2 separate regions of the Rattus norvegicus genome follow, and region 1 is linked to region 2. The links are chromatin contacts, called in public Hi-C maps. All regions are on one chromosome and are shown on one strand. The core of a region is the stretch at or near the end of the contact, and the rest is flanking DNA. Distances in the headings are between cores, read along the strand shown.

Evidence for each region. A called contact is a pair of places that touch in the nucleus more often than the background predicts.
Region 1: a contact with region 2 is called in a Hi-C map of hepatocytes, with 1.9 times the contacts expected there. The contact joins two enhancer-like sites. A contact is called at or near these places in 2 of 12 Hi-C or Micro-C datasets (hepatocytes and kidney).

The regions. Positions count from the first base shown.
Region 1 is chr17:27,421,900-27,425,237 of GRCr8, reverse strand. The region is part of intron 1 of Tpi1l2 (triosephosphate isomerase 1 like 2); the gene reads left to right. Among named protein-coding and RNA genes, the nearest start is that of Rreb1, 220 kb to the right of the region's middle. Within about 2 kb of position 1,352, at least 3 of the 93 cell types and tissues checked have an H3K27ac peak or open chromatin away from gene starts, as enhancers often do. A contact at or near this core is called in hepatocytes, where this site is marked.
Region 2 is chr17:27,199,176-27,202,935 of GRCr8, reverse strand. The region is part of intron 1 of Rreb1 (ras responsive element binding protein 1); the gene reads left to right. Among named protein-coding and RNA genes, the nearest start is that of Rreb1, 7.0 kb to the left of the region's middle. Within about 2 kb of position 1,480, at least 2 of the 93 cell types and tissues checked have an H3K27ac peak or open chromatin away from gene starts, as enhancers often do. A contact at or near this core is called in hepatocytes, where this site is marked.

The DNA.
Region 1 (3,338 bases), core at 103-2,602, 220 kb before region 2:
GTGCTTGAACCCCATGTCTTAGTCTCTGTTCTCTTGCTGTGAAGAGACACCATGACCAAGATAACTTTTATGAAAAAGCATTTAACCAAGGGATTGCTTACAGATTCAGAGGTTTTGTTCATTATCATTCACTGGGGATCATGGTGGTACATGTGGCACTGAAGAAGTGGCAGAGAGAGAGAGAGAGAGAGAGAGAGAGAGAGAGAGAGAGAGAGAGAGAGAGAGAACAGGTCTGGTGTGGGGTTTTGAAACTTCATCCTCAGTGACACACTTCCTCCAAAAAGGCCACACTTCCTAATTCTTTCCAATTAGTGTCATTCAAATGTATGAGCCATGGGGGCCATCCTTCTTTAAACTACCACACCCCATTAACACAGAGCTCTGCCTCACAGTGCACACTGGTTCTGGAGCTCCAGCCACCACACTCATAGTCTATCCTGCACCATGAAGGAAGAAGAATCCCTTTTCTTTAATCCTACTTCCCAGAAGTTGGGCACCATGCTTCCAATTTTAGTCCACTGGCCACGGTTTTACCCAGTGGACACACCTAGTTCCGAGAGTCTGGGAAAACAGGCCCTTGTTCCAGAAAGGCATGCTAAAAATACAGGTTATTGCTACTAAGGAGAAGGTGAAAGTGTGTGTCTCAGGATGCCTGTGGCGGATTCCGCCACAAGGGTAAACAGCACAAGTGTATGGTGTCTCGGCATGGGACCGAGCTCTGTAAATGAGCAGGGAAAACGATCCAGGTATTTCTTCAGCCTTCCTCCCTCCACTGCACCCTCCGAGAAGAGAGACGAGCAGTGTCTGATGTGGGCATGCGCTCCACCAGGCGGCTGACGTCAAATCCACCTGTTATTCAGAGTAGCTCTCACGCACCCGGAGATTGACAGACCCAGGATTCAGATCAGCTGTGCTCAGAGACACCTCTCTCCCCAGCACTGTTGGGGTGCTTCTTCAGTCTCCCCAACTTGATTTGTGGGATCAAAAGAGGACTGTTCCCTCCCTCTGATGCCTGGCAGCCTAACACCGTGTCTCTGGTGACCTTTGGGCTCTGTACAACCACCCCTTCCTGCCTCTCATCTCAGTGTGTTTGGCCTCACTAAACACCAGCAACCCACCAAGGTCATCTTCTGGCCTTGACACGAGGTCTTCAAGTACTGCATTTACCTTTTCTTTCCTTGAATCTCTGGGCTTGGACTCCGTCCCTCAACAACACTCTTAGTCCACCTAGAAACAAACTGTCCATCCCCCACTTCCTCACAGCCCACCCAGAAACTCTACACTGACCCCTGCAGGCTCAGCACAGGGCAGATCCAAATGATGTTTTATGAAACACCCTGCGGCCCTCCCTCTGAGGACAGAGAACCATGGAGCTTGCCCCGTGGTCAAAGGGAACACCAGTTTGGAGGCATGTTGTATCCACGGTGACACCAAACAGGCAGCTAAGACACACAGGGGACCTGGCTCTCATCTATGCTGCTGGAGGTCCTCTCAGCAACCAGAAGACTTGAGACACCTAAGGGCCAGAGCTGGCTGCTGGCAGAAGCATTTTCTCATTCAGAAGGTAGAACACACCCCACGGCCTTCTGCCAGCTAGACACACCGTGCCCTTAGAATCGGGGTCAGTGTGACCCACTGTCTGCTGGGGGGCTCACTTGAGGTGTTCGCTTCGGTGGATTAAGGAGCATTCAGAGCAAGGCTGTTGCCAGAGAACAGAGTGGATGGACTGTGGGCACCATACCGTCACTCTGCTGGGGCTGGCTTCCCCGGAACAGAGGAGAGCTGGCCCCTCCCTTACAGCCAGACAGAGTCTGAATCTGTTGCCTCTTACGGCCGGTTCCAGGTTCTGTGACTTTGGATCCTAAAACTTTCAGCACGATCTCCCAAGTTCTCAGACTTGATGCCTCAGGCTGAGAGTGACACTACCGATGTCCTTGCGCACTGGCCTGTGGGTATGTGTTGCCATCATCTGACACTCCATTTTGTAGACAGGCTGGCCTGGGCCTTTTAGCCACAGCCAGTTCCAGTTCTCCTCTAAGTCCCTCTCAGGCACCTGCCGCTGGGAACCCTGGCTGATGTCCCCGACCTCAAGTTTGTCTGTCTGGTACAGAGCAGACCACAGCCAGATGGCTCTGCGAAGATTAGGCTTTGCAGCTCCAGACAGCAGGGCCCTCGTACTTCCGTACTTCCTCCTGCTCCTCCTTCCCCGCGCCAGACTCTGAAACCTTTCCTGTGGCCCTCAGTGCAAAGATCAGAGCTCCCCAGCCAGGGTCTGGTCTGTTGGAAGTCTTCCTTGCCCATCCTCTTCTGGGTCCTCTTTCCACCCACGTGGCACTACTCCAGCCTCCAGACTGGACATTTGCCTTCTCCTTGTCTGGATGCTCCCCCCACTCCGCCCTCCCATAGCCCCCCCCACTCCCCCCCACCCCCACCCCCCCACCCCCGCCTTCAAGAGACCATGCCCCCAGCTGAGACATCAGCTCTCCCAGTTTTTCCCACACTCCCCTCTTCATTAACATGGTTTCTCTTTAAGCCATCCTCTTTAATGTCCATGTCCCCCTACTAACAGGTAGGCTTCAGAGAGCATCAAGGACCTTAGGGGCTTCTAATTTTATTTTGTATCTGGACTGCTTAGATGAGCAATGAAGGAAGGAGGGGAGAAAGGGAGAAAGGGTTGCTGAAAGCTCTCAAGACTGATCGTGACTTACTGGCAGAACCGTGTTCCCTGATTCTGGGGGTAATTGTCCTCTGGAGATAAGTGGGAACCTGTTCACCAGGCCAGAGAAGACCGGCTGAAACCGGAAGGACTGAAATGAAAGGTGCTCCTCCGGCCCTTTCATCCCCAGTGGGCCTGGGTGTCAGCGCTGGAATCTTAGGACTCCCTCTCTGTGCCTGAGTGTGCCTAGCCGTCTGCACCCTCACCACAGCATGGCTCACGGTTTCTCAGAGACAATGTGCATCTGAACTGAGCAAGTGGAGATGTCTTCCCTTGTCATCTAGGAGCGGCTGACAGACACACGGCACGTGTGCTGTACCGGTTCGTTCCACGGGAGCGGGTATCAGTGGGTCAGGTATCCGCGATCCAGGACACCCGAGATGGGAGCGCTCGCATTCCCCACCCTTCATCCTGTGTCTAGTCGTTGCATTAACTTTTCCTGGGGAGAGGTGACCCAACTTCTGCTCACTGCAGATAGGGCACCAACCACAGGCAAAGTAACAATTCTACAGGAGTCTGTCTTGGTAACATTTTGTTTATTGGGCTCACAGGAGCATGACTGAGAGGTTTCATATACTCTCTCAAGTACCCCACAGTCACTGGACAGTCTCCCTAAGCATGA
Region 2 (3,760 bases), core at 231-2,730:
CAGCTTGTGAATAGGTGCTTCAGACAAAGCAGTGGGAGGGCAGAGACTGTTTGTTCTGTGTGATTCAGGCAACTAACGCTGAGAGAATTTGAAAACCTCTCTGAAGGCCAGGGTCCAGGGACTGACTGCTTCTGTGGCAATTCACCTGAGGGCCCCTTGAGGCCGAGGAGCTCACTCACCGACTCACCAGGTGGAGAAGGAGAATGAAATCCCCCACTGGTTTTGTCAGACAGCCAGACTGAGGAGAAAAAGTCTCCGTGGGGGTAATTAGATAAAGCTTTTAAATGCTCTATTTGTTTTTCCCCTGAGCTTGCTTGGTATTTCATCCTTTTTACCCCCCCCCCCCATTCCAAGACTGGGGAAGGATTGTTACAAAAGCGTTTGATAGGCTAGCAGTTGAGTTTCTTTTACACCCTCTGCCCCTCTTTAGCTTTTCAGGCTAAGTGTCAGTCTTTGGTTGTCAAGACGGTTAGCAAAAATTCTCAGAACAACATGAATTTACAGCGAGGTCCATCCTGACCCCTGAGTCTTCGCTTCAGGCCAGCATCCCACCGAAAACAGCTGCTGGTTGGAGGCAGCTTGGCTTTGAGGGCTGAGCATTTAATATATGCTGTGGGCTTCTCTGTGGCGGTGTTTTAAAAAATAAGGTCAGAGCCCTTTTGGAAGTAATTCTCTGCTTGAATTTGAAGGTGTGAGGGAATTAAACAAACACAAACCCCATTGGCTGTGTTGCTACTGATGAATGTGGTTATCTGCACCTTTTCTACCTCACAGCATTGTTGATAGGATAAAATGAAAGTTCCAGAAAGTCAGAAAAAAAAGTCTATAAATGGAAGAAAGTGGTATATTTTGAGTTCAGGAAGCTTCATGGGTATCCACTCCAGATTTCCCTTTCCAGAATTTTGTACAGTTCCTTTACCTTTGGCCGAATTTACCTGCAAGTTTCTCTCAATGGGGGTGGGGTGGGGAGTGCTCCTTTTGCTTCCATTGTGGGGAGCAGACATGACAAGCAGATTCTTCTTCATGGGGTTTACCTAGGGATATGCTCGAAGAGAAAGACAGGAAGCCAAGCTTAAGGCTTAGGCTTTGAAGGGATGGTTGTTAGCATTTAAGCAATAGAGACAAGAGGTGCCAGCACACCTCCTACAATGCTCAGGGCAGCCTCTCTCCACCTCTGTGCAATGGAGACTTGGTTACCCATTCAGCCTCAGAAATCCAGGAGTCAAGGTAGACCAAAAAAAAAAAAAAAAAAAAAAAAAAAAAACCAACCAAACAAACAAACAAAAACAAAACAAAACAAACTAGTTTCCAGTAGTTGGCCTCAGGACCCAGGTCTACTCTGCTGAGTATGTCCAGCGACACCCCCACCCCCCATTTACTGTAACCTTGTCGCAGATAGACCGAGCGTGCGCTGCACACTGCATGTGCTGTGTGGAGACATTCCGTACAGCAGGTGAGCTCTTTATGACATGCCTGTAAGGGAGCGCGGTTGGCAGGTTCAAAGTATCACAGACAGTTTGCGGGTGGAGCAATCGCTGAGTGCTGTTAAGTAGCTTTGAAAACTCTGTCGTGGGTAAGTCCCAACACTCCTCTGCTTCTAAAACAACCTCGATTCACTGACAGAAAGCTGCCCTACTTGTAGATGGCTCAACTTCGCCATCACCGCCCTTCTGTCAGGTCTCCCTCGTTTTGTAAGTTCTGTGGAGTATACTTTTTTTTTTTTTTTTAAGTGTTTGAACTAGCCCCTACTTGCTTGATGCTTTTGGGCACTCATAGTCTCTCTCTCCATTTTGTTTCTTAAATTTTTGTAAAAATCTTACATAATCGCCTATCTTTTATTCAAGGGCAGTTTTCCTGAGTCTTTGGCTCAGTTGTCCCCTCTTGAGAGGAGGGTGGGTTATCCTATGGCAAGACAGGATAGGGAGGAATCAAGGAGGGTGCACCAGGATGGGGGAGGGGAGGAGCTGGTTGGTTGGGACCCCAGATGGAAGTGTCTAGAAGTGTCAGGGGACACAAACACCACTTGCTTCGAGCCTTACCGTTGTTTTTTCTCTGCTACTGTGTCTCACTGAGACAGGACGAGGCCTGGAGTCTATGATCTGGGACTATGATCCCAGATCTGGGAACTATGATCTGGACTTCCAGTCGTGTTGTGTGCCCCTGGACCATAGCTTTTCTCTCTCACCAATGGACCAGCTGTGCTAAGGGTACCCATTGCCACAGCTCAGCAGACACCTTGCCGGGGGATGAGTCCTCTTGCATCCAGCACGCTGGTGTTTTCCTGCCCTCGTCTCTCACCTATGAACTGGCAACTCCCAGCTCTTTACTTTTACAACTTTGCCAGAGCTGGGACCTCCTGGCATCTCGCCCTGCAGGTACTTGTAAAAATGAAAGCCATCTCCCTTCCTTCTAGAAAGGGATCAGGAGGATACAGTATCCTCAGGCAGCCAGGCCCGGCACCCCACTGTCTTCAGTGGCTGGCCTCACATTGGGCAGAACCCCTCGAGGGTGTTGCAAATGCCTCTTAAGTTAATTTCCTGTGACCAGTTCCTCCCTTCTGCAGTTCACCCTGCCCTGTCCACAGAGTGGTGTGTATTGTCTTGCATGCTTCAAAACAGTCCTTGGCTCCTTGTGTCTACAGGAAGAAATCCAAGTGTCTCCACATGGTGCACAAGGACCTTCCTCCCTCAGCTGCCTCTGTATGTGTTCTGTAGCGCCAGGTCCGTTTCACCTCAGCTCTCACTACCCTTCCTTCACCACTGCCCTTCTGAGTAATTCCTCTCTGCTTGGGCCTGCGGCATCTCCAACACTTCTCCAGCTAAAATCCTTTCTTAATGTTTTTTTTCCCCCCAAACCCTGTCTTTGGGGAAAATGTTAGTTCCTCCTTACAGAATAGCCTCTTCCCCCAGTGTTTTCCCACCTCAGGAACATATTTTTCCTGCCCCTAGCACCTAACCTGATGATGACTTAGTTGGTGCTCATGCCTTAGCGTGTGCTGAGTTCTGATACAGAACCCAAAAGTCTTTGGAAGCCAGCCATTCGTAATTTGGAGCTGAGGCCTAAATAGCGCTGTGGATTCAGTGAAGGAAACAGACAACGGTTTTCTGCACGCCCTTCGCACCACTGTTTGGTTCTAGGTGCATAATGGTGGGGGAGTCTTGGATTTCCAAAATCCCAAAGGAAAAAGACTTTGTGAATGCTTGGTTGCTCAAAAAAAAAAACAAAAAAAGTCACACCAGTGGCTTTACTAATTATAACACTTTCCATGGCTCTGGAAAAAATTTACATTAAATAGGAGAGATGGGCACCCAGACCACACCATTTCAGACTCCTAGGAGTGGGCCCATCGTCTCTGCTTAGTTAGAGCTTTGCTTCATGAGTGGTAGGAGTTAATAGGAGTGCTGGTCTGTGTATAATACAACTCCTCCCCATTACTTCTTGGGCTTAAAACAAAACACCAAACCAGAAACACAGGGGCTATGTCTCCCTTCATTCCTCCTTTATGTGTGTGTGTGTGCACATGCTCAGTAGACACTAGCTGTAGGTCATAGTAATGGCCTGCCGTTGTTTCAGGAGACTATCCTTTATGCTGACTGAAACTGCTATGGAACAAAATGCTTCCAAAGAGCAAAATCATCTGAGTCTTAACCTTCTTTAAAGGACAGGCATTTTGCTTAGATGCCGTAGATGTTGTGGAATTGGAGTGGGGTTTCAGAAGACAGCACGAGGGTTCAGTGTGTAGAGCACTTGCTTAGCTTCC